Regions from separate parts of the Zea mays genome. Here regions 1 and 2 are each linked to region 3. A link is a contact called in public Hi-C data. All regions are on one chromosome and are shown on one strand. The core of a region is the stretch at or near the end of the contact, and the rest is flanking DNA. Distances in the headings are between cores, read along the strand shown.

Region 1 (2,988 bases), core at 375-2,874, 180 kb before region 3:
AGAACCAGCTAGCACGATGTGACGGAGGCACACGATATATATATCTGGGCGGCTCATCGTGATAGCATACTCCTTGGCCTATTTCTCATTTTTATATATCAAAGATACTTCCTGCTATACCAAACAAGCAAACAGTAGCTGGGAAAGTGTGCGTGTAAATCAAAGAAAAGAAAGAAACTGATATCTATTGAGGGCTATAAAAGAGCATTGGTTCTCTACTTCTCATACACTACACCTTATTTCTGCAATTGTAGCACAGCACCTGCGGTTTGCAAGGCACCAACAAAGCAAGACACGCTGCGCTGCTCTGAAAGTTAGTTGGAATGATGCGTCCTTTTGTTGGCTTCGGAACCCCGACAGTAATAAGAAAGTTGCTTGTGTTGTGGGCCTGCGGCAAATGAAAAACCACAGTGATAAGAATAACATGAATTCGAATTTGGTTGCACGTGCAATGGGAATGAATGCCCATTCAATCATGGGGCTGCCCGTACGTGTTTAGCGCGTTCCAAGGAGTGACGGTGGGAAGGGGAGGGAAAACAGGGAAGCCCATGGACATGGTGTTCGAATCTGCCATGAAGTCCCCGTCGGGCAGTCGGGGGGCATGGCTAAAGAAGCTGACCCCGATGATTATTACCGCTAGATTTCTCTGGTCTACTTTCAGAGATTCTGTGGTGGTTACAGATAACCTAGTCAATAATCACTGATCACTAAAGCTGTGATATTTATTTTAGAAAAGCAGCACCTCCGAGAAACAAAGACACAAAGAGTATTTTATAAGCAGAAGAACTTCTTCTTAAGGAAATACACGTTCTCGGGCATGTTATTAGCGTACCCTAACGGAAGTTGACTCTACAATTTATAATTCCTTTACTGATTTGCAGAATTCAGTACATAATGTGCTCAGAAGCGCACTTAACCACAACACGGCAAGGTTAAACTTCAAATATAATCATGCGTGCGTGTAACTTAATGATTGTTAGACGCAAAATCTATGTTAGATAGTACAAAATAAAAAAACAAAAGGAGATACAGTCAAGCTCCAGAATCCAGATCGGGGCCAATGCTTACGCTGGTCAAACCCAGAAATGACGACCAAATCTGAATAAATAGCCACAGCGCAGACGTGAATGAATCTTACAAAACGAAAACAGATCGAGCAAAGAGAGATCTACTACCTTCCACGCGGAAAGAAATCCATAAGCGAGGAAGAACAGGACGTAGGTACCTGTGACTGCGACCGAGAGCGAGCGAGGAAGAGGAAGCGCACGTCAAATCGAGGGAAGGAGGCAGTCGCCCGCCCCAGGATTGGATTGGTGTGGAGTTGGCCTGGGCTAGAAGTAGAACCCTAATAAATCCCAGCGGCGGCGCAGACGAGATGTAGATATTTCCCTGGTTCGCGCGACAGGCGGGACCCGTTGTCGCCGTCACTCTCCGCTCTCTCCGTGCCCGCTGCCTCCCCGACGGGCGCCTCGCCGCGACGCTGCGCAGGACTCCCATGATCTCCACGTCGCCACGCTCTCGTCGCTCTAGCGTGCTGCCTCGGATCGCAACGCCCGTATCTCCACCATCTCCTCCTCTGGCGGTGTCGACGTGAGAGGTGGGTTCCCTGTCGGTGATGGGGGTTGGGGCGACGTTGGAGATGGGATGGAGAGGAGCTCCTTTGTGGCACAGAGGGCGGGTCTATCGTCGTGAGCCCGTGAGATTTGGGGGGCTGGTGGGTGAAGGGGGAGAGCGGCGTGGGGATCGCAGTTGGAGCAGGGGTTGGCTGTGGGGGCGGCACGAGGTCCATGGACGGGGACGATCCATGGACGGCCGAACGGACGGTCGAGATCACTGGACGGCAGAACGGCAGGCTACCTTTGGAGCCTTAATATGTAGTAAAGATTTTCTAAATGTTTAGAAATCTAGCTTCATGACTTTATAGAGATCGTAATGATATATTCTAACAACTCTACCAAATTTTCTGAAGCTAGATTTGTTCCAAACATTTATCAAGTGTCAAAAGAAATCATAAGCGGACCGAACCGTTCTTTGACCACCGGCTCTTGACGGCTGAGGGCTGACAGTGTCGCCGTTCTCGAGGCCTCCCAGTCCCCTCCTGTCTGGCTGTCTTGGCACCAGCGGGCTAGATGTACCCACCATGTCAGCGTCACGGACCGCGTAAAATACCAGCGGGCCCACCCGTCAGCCGCGGACGGACGAGGCGGGGCCGTTTCCTCGCCTTTTCCCTTGCCGTGGACGCGTGCCGCGGTCGTCGCCGGCCGCGGGAGGAGATCGATTCCACGCGGCGGACTTGGTCTACAGTCTACTAATCTATTCTCTATCTCTAGCAGTGGTACCATTTGGCGGCGATCGCCGTGCTATTGCTTGGGCCTTGGACTGAGTAGGTTTGGAGGTAGCGATACGAGACACTCGCCCCCGATTCCCCTCCCGTTGCCGAAGCCTGTGTTGCAGGGATCGTTCGCGGAAGCGGTTTTTGATCGGAGAGAGAGAAAGAGAGAGCGAGGGAGGGAGGTGGGGATGGACGCGGCGGCAGCGGCGGCGGCGCAGATGGAGAGGCACTCGTCGGCGGCGGCGCAGATGGAGAGGCACTCGTCGGCGGCGGCCTTCGTGGAGGGCGGCGTTCAGGACGGCTGCGATGACACCTGCAGCATCTGCCTCGAGACCTTCTCCGACAGTGACCCCTCCGCGGTACGTGCTCCCGTGATGAGATGAGATGAGATGAGATGAGATGAACCACCACCTCCTTGCGCGTGCGGCTTCTTGAACCTCTTCTTCTTCTTCTTGTTCCATCACCAGGTGACCAGCTGCAAGCACGAGTTCCACCTCCAGTGCATCCTCGAGTGGTGAGGACTCGCTCTGTCTGTCTGACTGTTATTGCTTCCTGCTGTTCCTGTTTCTCCGTGTTTGTTTTCGTTTCCGCGCAGTTGTTCTATCGATCCGTGCTGAATGCGATGCGCGGCAGCTAGTCTGAATCCCTCGCAAGAT
Region 2 (3,180 bases), core at 250-2,749, 140 kb before region 3:
AAAATAAAATTTATTGTGTAATTTAGTGTATGCATATCTAATAATGTTCAAATTTTAAACTATCACTGAATTATCGAATGGTTTGGTCAAAATAATTTGATCAAATGTATATGTAAATTTTAGCTGGCATACCCTATAGTAAAATTCTGGATACGCCACTATTGGTTACTTGTTTTCAATTGCTATCAATTAAAAATAAGGCAACATAATATTAATTAAACATTAAGAATCTTCGTCATTCGAAGCATTATCTTATTTTGAAGATAATAGTTCTTGGACAAAGGTGATAGTGGGTATGTAATTTCGCCTCCAATCAATCCTTCGTTGAAGGTTGTTCATAAGTGAAAGTTTATAATATGACAAAGGTGTTCATGTTAAAATGGTGAGTAAATGATAAGAGATTAACTCTTCCTTTCTTTTATTTATATATGTTATAAGATCATACTTTGAATAATACAAAAACAAATGAATACATTTGTATCTTCGGCTCCGTGCGAAGGGAAATAGAAGAATACCTTTATGAGAATGAATAACTGAGATTGCACTTTGGACTTTCTCTAATTACTCTCTTCAATGATCACGTGAATAATATATGTTACTGTTCATCTATTTATAGACATGTGACACAGTTCAGACGAAATTACAATTGTGTCCTTGATAACTATAAATTTATTCTAATTTAAACACTAAGGATAAAGTTGTGTTTCTACTCTTGATCTGGTTTATTGCGAGAACATCAGAATCAGTGGCGGAGGCATAGCCCGGCTAGCCCGGGCACTACGGTCCAGTAAATATGGCCCAAAACGTTGCCTGACAGCCATCGTCCGTCTACAGCTCGCGGCACGAAACATGAAGGAGGAAAGGGCGATCGAACACACGAAGTAAAGCAGCCATCCGAACCCTAACACGGTGAGGAGCTTCCCATTTCTGTGGATGATCGGGCAAGACCGAGCATCTGGCGAGTTCGTCAACTCGAGGGTGCTCAGAGACATCCGCAGGCAGCCCCGTTCTTCAGCTGCTTGGGGGCTGAGGCGGGGAACCAGGTGAGAGTCAGATACTTGTATCCATGACTGATCGGACGCTGATCTCTGACTCTGACTATACAAGGCTGGAAATCTTGTAGCGAGATCGTCCTCCCCGTGGCATGCATCATAGCAGAAAGCAGTAGAACTGCCGTCATGAACTGAACAGCTAGCTTGTGATGGATCGGTAGAGGGGCAGCAGAGTGTGGATCGTTTCCCAGTGGTCACCGGACACACTACCATGAAGAGTTGCCATGCACACGTGCTCGCGTATCCAGCGAGCCCAGGCCAGGAGGAGTGCTCTGAAGTGAACAACCTGTGCAGCAAACTAAGAATGAGGCAGTTGTTCTTTGATTTCAAATCCTCGACTCCGTGGCCACCATGCATGTTCTACCATCAACTACTTTTGCTTCGAAGGCAGGAGACATATCGTGTTTAATTTTCGACAATCCGAGTTGTTAGTACGATCTATGAATCGAAGATTGAAATCCACGTTTTTTTTACCGCACCCGTAACTAACCTGGGCCCAGTGCCCAGAGACGCTCAACTATCCCTTTTGGCCGTGGGACCCACAGCCAGCCACCTGACCGAGGATTCCATCCCAAACGACTTTCTGTTTTTCTCTGTTCCCAACGAGGACGAACAACACCTCCCCACTTGCACAGTTGCACTGCTCCAGCCCAGCGCCAGGCGTCACCCTGCGCTGCGCTGCGCGAAGGAGATGCCGGCGGACGGGGGCGCTGTGGCGGGGGCGCCATGCGGGGCGTGCAGGACGCTCCGGTGCAGATGCGTGCCGCGCTGCGTCTTCGCGGCCTACTTCTCGGCGGAGGAGTTCGCCGCCGTGCACGGCGTCTTCGGCGCCAGCAACGTGTCCAAGATGCCCGAGGACATCGGACTCCCCGAGCAGAGGCGGCTCGCCGTGGACACGCTCGTCGAAGAGGCCAGGGCGTGGGCGCGGGACCCCACCTTCGACCGCGTCTCCTACCTCTGCATCCTCCAGGACCAGGAGGTGAACGACAAGTACAGGGAGCAGGTCGACGATGCGCGGGAGGAGTTCGACGCCGAGGTCGCGTCCGAGCCGGTCGACGTTGCTGCCGCAGGGCTGGAGGCGCAGGCGCAGGCGCAGGTCGACGCCGCGCTGCAGCACGAGCAGGACTACAGGCTGCTGGGCGGTTGGGGGGCGACGACGGGCGAGCAGCAGCACCTTGTGACGCAAGACGCCGAGAATGAGCACGGCATCATCCTTGGGCACGGCCACCCGGCCGAGCTATCCCAGGAGATTCTGCAGCTGCAGGAGTTGTTGGATATGGCAGAGCTCTCCAGAAACAGAAAGCAGCAGATCATCCAGAAAACAGAGATGGGGCAGTACTGGGACGCGGCGGCGGGGGGCGCGAGGGAACATGACCTACTGACGATGATGCAGCAGGCCCCGGCCGCTGCGTGGCAGCACCAATACCCCGCCCCGCAGTATGCCGGGATTCGTGGCGGGCCTGGCGGCCACCAGGAGATGCCGCAGCCGATGGAGGAAGCCTGCACGGCGGAGTTTGCTACGGGGATGGGCATCATGTCGCAGCAATTCGCCTCGGCGCAGCCGTACCACGACCACGACCCTGCGGCGGTGCCCCACGCGTCGCCATGGCTCCAGCGTATGCCTGAGGCGCAGCAGCCGGCTGCCGCGTCGCAGGTGGCGAGCGAGCAGGACATGCTGCTGTTGCTGCTACTGCAGCAGCATCAGGTCGCGGCGGCGGGGTTGATGTCCGCGGGCGGCGCTCGTCAGTTGGATAACGTCGCCGCACAATACGATGACACGGAGGTCGCACTGGGGTACGGGTACGGCCATCCGGACATGCACCAGCACCAGCACCAGCAGGTGGCCGCCGCGGGGCAGGTTGCCGGAGTGGATGACGACATGAACCCCCGGGAGATGACGCAGCAGCAGCACGCTCAGCAAGGGCTCGACATCGCCCTTGGAAACGGCCACCTGGACGGCGAAACCGAGGCGATGCTGCAGGAGTTGGCCGCCCTGCTAGAGCAGGCGGGAAAGCAGGAAACGATCAGGAAGCAGCAGGGCGTGGCGACAGGGATGGGGCAGTGGGACGCGGTGACGGGGATCGCGTGGGAGCAGGACGTGACGACGATGACGCACCAGCAGAGCCCG
Region 3 (2,975 bases), core at 121-2,620:
GGTGTTGTGTCGCATCGGCGGGTCCAGGGTTGGGAAGACAGTCACATTCTCCCACCCTTCTCAAACTGAAGCTTGGTGCGGGTGCCTCTTGGTTTGGAGCTGCTCCGGCTGGGCTTCTTTCTTTGTTTGCTTACTCTCTCCCTATATGTATCTAGCAGTTACTATATATGTCGCCTCCAGATGCCCAGGTCTTCGTCGTGTCCTTCTCCGGCAACGAACATATATGTCTACCTCTTGCCTTCCCTTCCTGCTCTACGAAACCTTAGAAGTGGTGGAGGCGAGGGATGTGGGTCCCTGGTTTGCTGCCTATGGTACTCGTTCAATGGCTCGGCGTCACCTGTCTACATGCCCTTTCCCTTACCGGTGTCAAGTCGGTATGCTTCTACCACTTCTATGTACCTGTTACCCATCCTTCTATCATTGCCGAAATTATTGTGTTGTTCCTTTGTTGTTTTGGTGTTAGTTTTTTGTTGTGCTAAGGACTGAACATAACTTGGATGTGTTAATACTTTATTTATTGTCTGCACATGGTTTGTGTTCTTCTGATGATGGCTCATGGATCCTGCAAAATATGTGTTATGATTTGGAGATCTATGCGGGCACTACCACAGGATGCTCGTCCCTTGTGTTCTTGGCTCTTGCATGCATTAGGTCGTTTCTGAGACAACATTAACCCAATGGACTCCATGATGTTTGAGGTTGCTGAATTGGATGAAGCAGCAATGATTTATCACGTTATCAATAAAAGAAAAAGTTATTTGTTGGTTTTAAATGTTAGTCATTGCTACGAAGTAACATGATTTGTATGGAGCGCATCTAGCTTTTATTGATGTCTGACTTTAGCAACCACTTCATATTTTGATCTATCTTTTTATAAGTTTGAGTTCATGTGACTTATTTTAGAAATTTGAGCTCACAAACTTCCTCTTATTTGGTCTCTGTATGGTGGAATTATGTCATTTTATAATTTCTGTTCGTTCAGTCAGTCGTTGTGAACTCTCTTCTAATCGCTCCCTTTATTGGTCGTATTGTACCAAGACATATTGGATGTAGTAAACAACAACATCAGTTAGTTAAATTTAAAAAAATATGTAGAGAGCGGAGACAATCAATAAAAAATTTGAGATTTTTTTGGTTGATAGTTTACGTGGATATTGTTGTGAGCCGTCGTAACGCACGGGTAACCGACTAGTTCGTTTTGGATGGATTGGTCTATTCCTTGTTTTGCTTCAAGCGGAATAAAACAATCTGGTTTAGAATCCGGTCCATGTGTTCTTTTTACCCGAATCAAGAATAAATCTGTATGATTTTGACCCACACCTGGATGGATTCCTGGCTATAGCTAGGAATGAGTGATCCACTGGGTCCCGGGCTGGTTGGCTTGGTGGCCTGGCTTTGATTCGGGTTTGCGGAACGGGGCTTTAGGGCCTCAACCATGTAAGGACTTATTCAGTTATTCCCATTATATATGGATTAGATGAAATTAGAAAAAATTTAAAAGAACTTTAACTTAATTGGAATTTAAACACATCTAATTCCATTCAATCGGAATAAGCCTAATACGGTTACTGTAACACAAACGGCCTATCAAAAGGGCCTAAACCACGTAGTACGGTTACTGTAACTCCAAAACCTCCCTGCCTTCTCTCCTTCCATCACCGCAACTCCAAAGCCTCTTATCGTCTTCTTCCATCGCCGAACGACGACTGGGCCCGCTGTCGCTGCCGCCGCCGCCCTACTTCGCCACCTTCGCCGGCGACGGGCACCACCAGGTATGCCCCCCCCCCCCCCGGTCTTCCCTTCCTGCTGCGCGAAGCCGTGCGCCCAAACCGTAACGTAATCCGTTGATACGTCCTCCCCTTGGTCCTCACTTCTTGCTGTGCGAAACCGTGCGCCTAAACCCTAACGTACCTTTTGTATCCGGATCTGAATCTAGTTACAAGTGTATATGCATGCAGTATGCCTACTAACCTCGATTTCTTTGAAAAAAAATCGGGTGTCCTGCATTCAAGGGCGGCGTTAAATATTTTTAGACAATGGAAAAAATTCAGTTCCAGCCTTTTACAGTTGCTTGTATACGGCCTTACAAAACAGTCCATACAAATCTTGAACGAACTAGAAGTGGTATAGAAAGAAAGCCTGAGATTTGTGTGGACTGTTTTGTAACATTTTTATCCCACAATTAAGTCAGAACGTCTCTTTCGTGTGGACTGCATTTGCATTAGTGATTGTGTGGCGTTAAATATAGTCAATTTTATCCCACAATTAAGTCAGAACGTCTGTTTCGTGTTACTTCTTGTGCAACATTTTTATTTAGTGGTAATTTCATGTGGAGCGTCTGCAAACTTAGACCACTAAGGGCTGGGCCGGCTGGTTGATTCTGAATTCCCCCAAATCTTTCACCCCCCTCATTGCCAGTAGTTTGATGGAGGTTGTGTAGGAATTTTTCACCCCTCACGAGCTTCTAGCTTATCGGTTTGTCTTATCGGCTTATCGCTTAAATTCTTTATTGTAAGTCTGTAGTTGCAGCCGAGCAGTTGGAGTGTTAAATATTTGATGTATTGCCATGAGATGTCAAATACTCAAACTACAATATCAAATTAGTGGGAAACTGTGTATTAACTTTTGGGTGATGACTGCTTTGTTAGTAACATTATCAAGCTAGTTGCCTTGCAGGTTGCTATATTACGAACACTTCAATGTGTGCTCTTATATTCATGGTTATTCACCTGATAACCACATGTCATATTCCTGTTTTCAGTGTATTATTTCGATTAGTAAGCTAATGCTTCCATAGATCATTAGTTATTGTTTACTGCATTTTGTCTTGTTGTTAGCCCTGTTCTGAATAAAAGAGTATCTATTTGTTCTTGCTTTTTTTTTGTGCAAAATGTCATATTGTTTGGTCTCCGTGAAAGCAAATTACCAGTGTTCATTTGCTGTAACAACTTTGATAAATTTAGGCTTAATAGTGA

The links. A called contact is a pair of places that touch in the nucleus more often than the background predicts.
Region 1: a Hi-C map of ear shows a contact between it and region 3, with 2.6 times the contacts expected there. The contact joins the promoter of LOC100383355 here to the promoter of LOC103648264 in region 3. A contact is called at or near these places in 6 of 25 Hi-C or Micro-C datasets (bundle sheath, ear and leaf).
Region 2: a Hi-C map of ear shows a contact between it and region 3, with 4 times the contacts expected there. The contact joins the promoter of LOC107161152 here to the promoter of LOC103648264 in region 3. A contact is called at or near these places in 7 of 25 Hi-C or Micro-C datasets (bundle sheath, ear, leaf and 3 more) and 1 of 3 datasets of contacts at active chromatin or transcription factors (leaf).

The regions. Positions count from the first base shown.
Region 1 is chr2:240,450,436-240,453,423 of Zm-B73-REFERENCE-NAM-5.0, forward strand. LOC100383355 reads right to left here and starts at 1,625. Exons shown (of 5, transcript NM_001176011.1): 1 at 1-1,625. It overlaps LOC100191926, which reads left to right and starts at 2,354. Exons shown (of 7, transcript NM_001359564.1): 1 at 2,354-2,691; 2 at 2,800-2,846. The coding sequence starts at 2,521.
Region 2 is chr2:240,486,902-240,490,081 of Zm-B73-REFERENCE-NAM-5.0, forward strand. LOC107161152 reads left to right here and starts at 1,500. Exons shown (of 1, transcript NM_001319219.1): 1 at 1,500-3,180. The coding sequence starts at 1,744.
Region 3 is chr2:240,628,569-240,631,543 of Zm-B73-REFERENCE-NAM-5.0, forward strand. It overlaps LOC103648264 (putative EDM2-like family protein), which reads left to right and starts at 1,371. Exons shown (of 12, transcript XM_008672753.3): 1 at 1,371-1,772.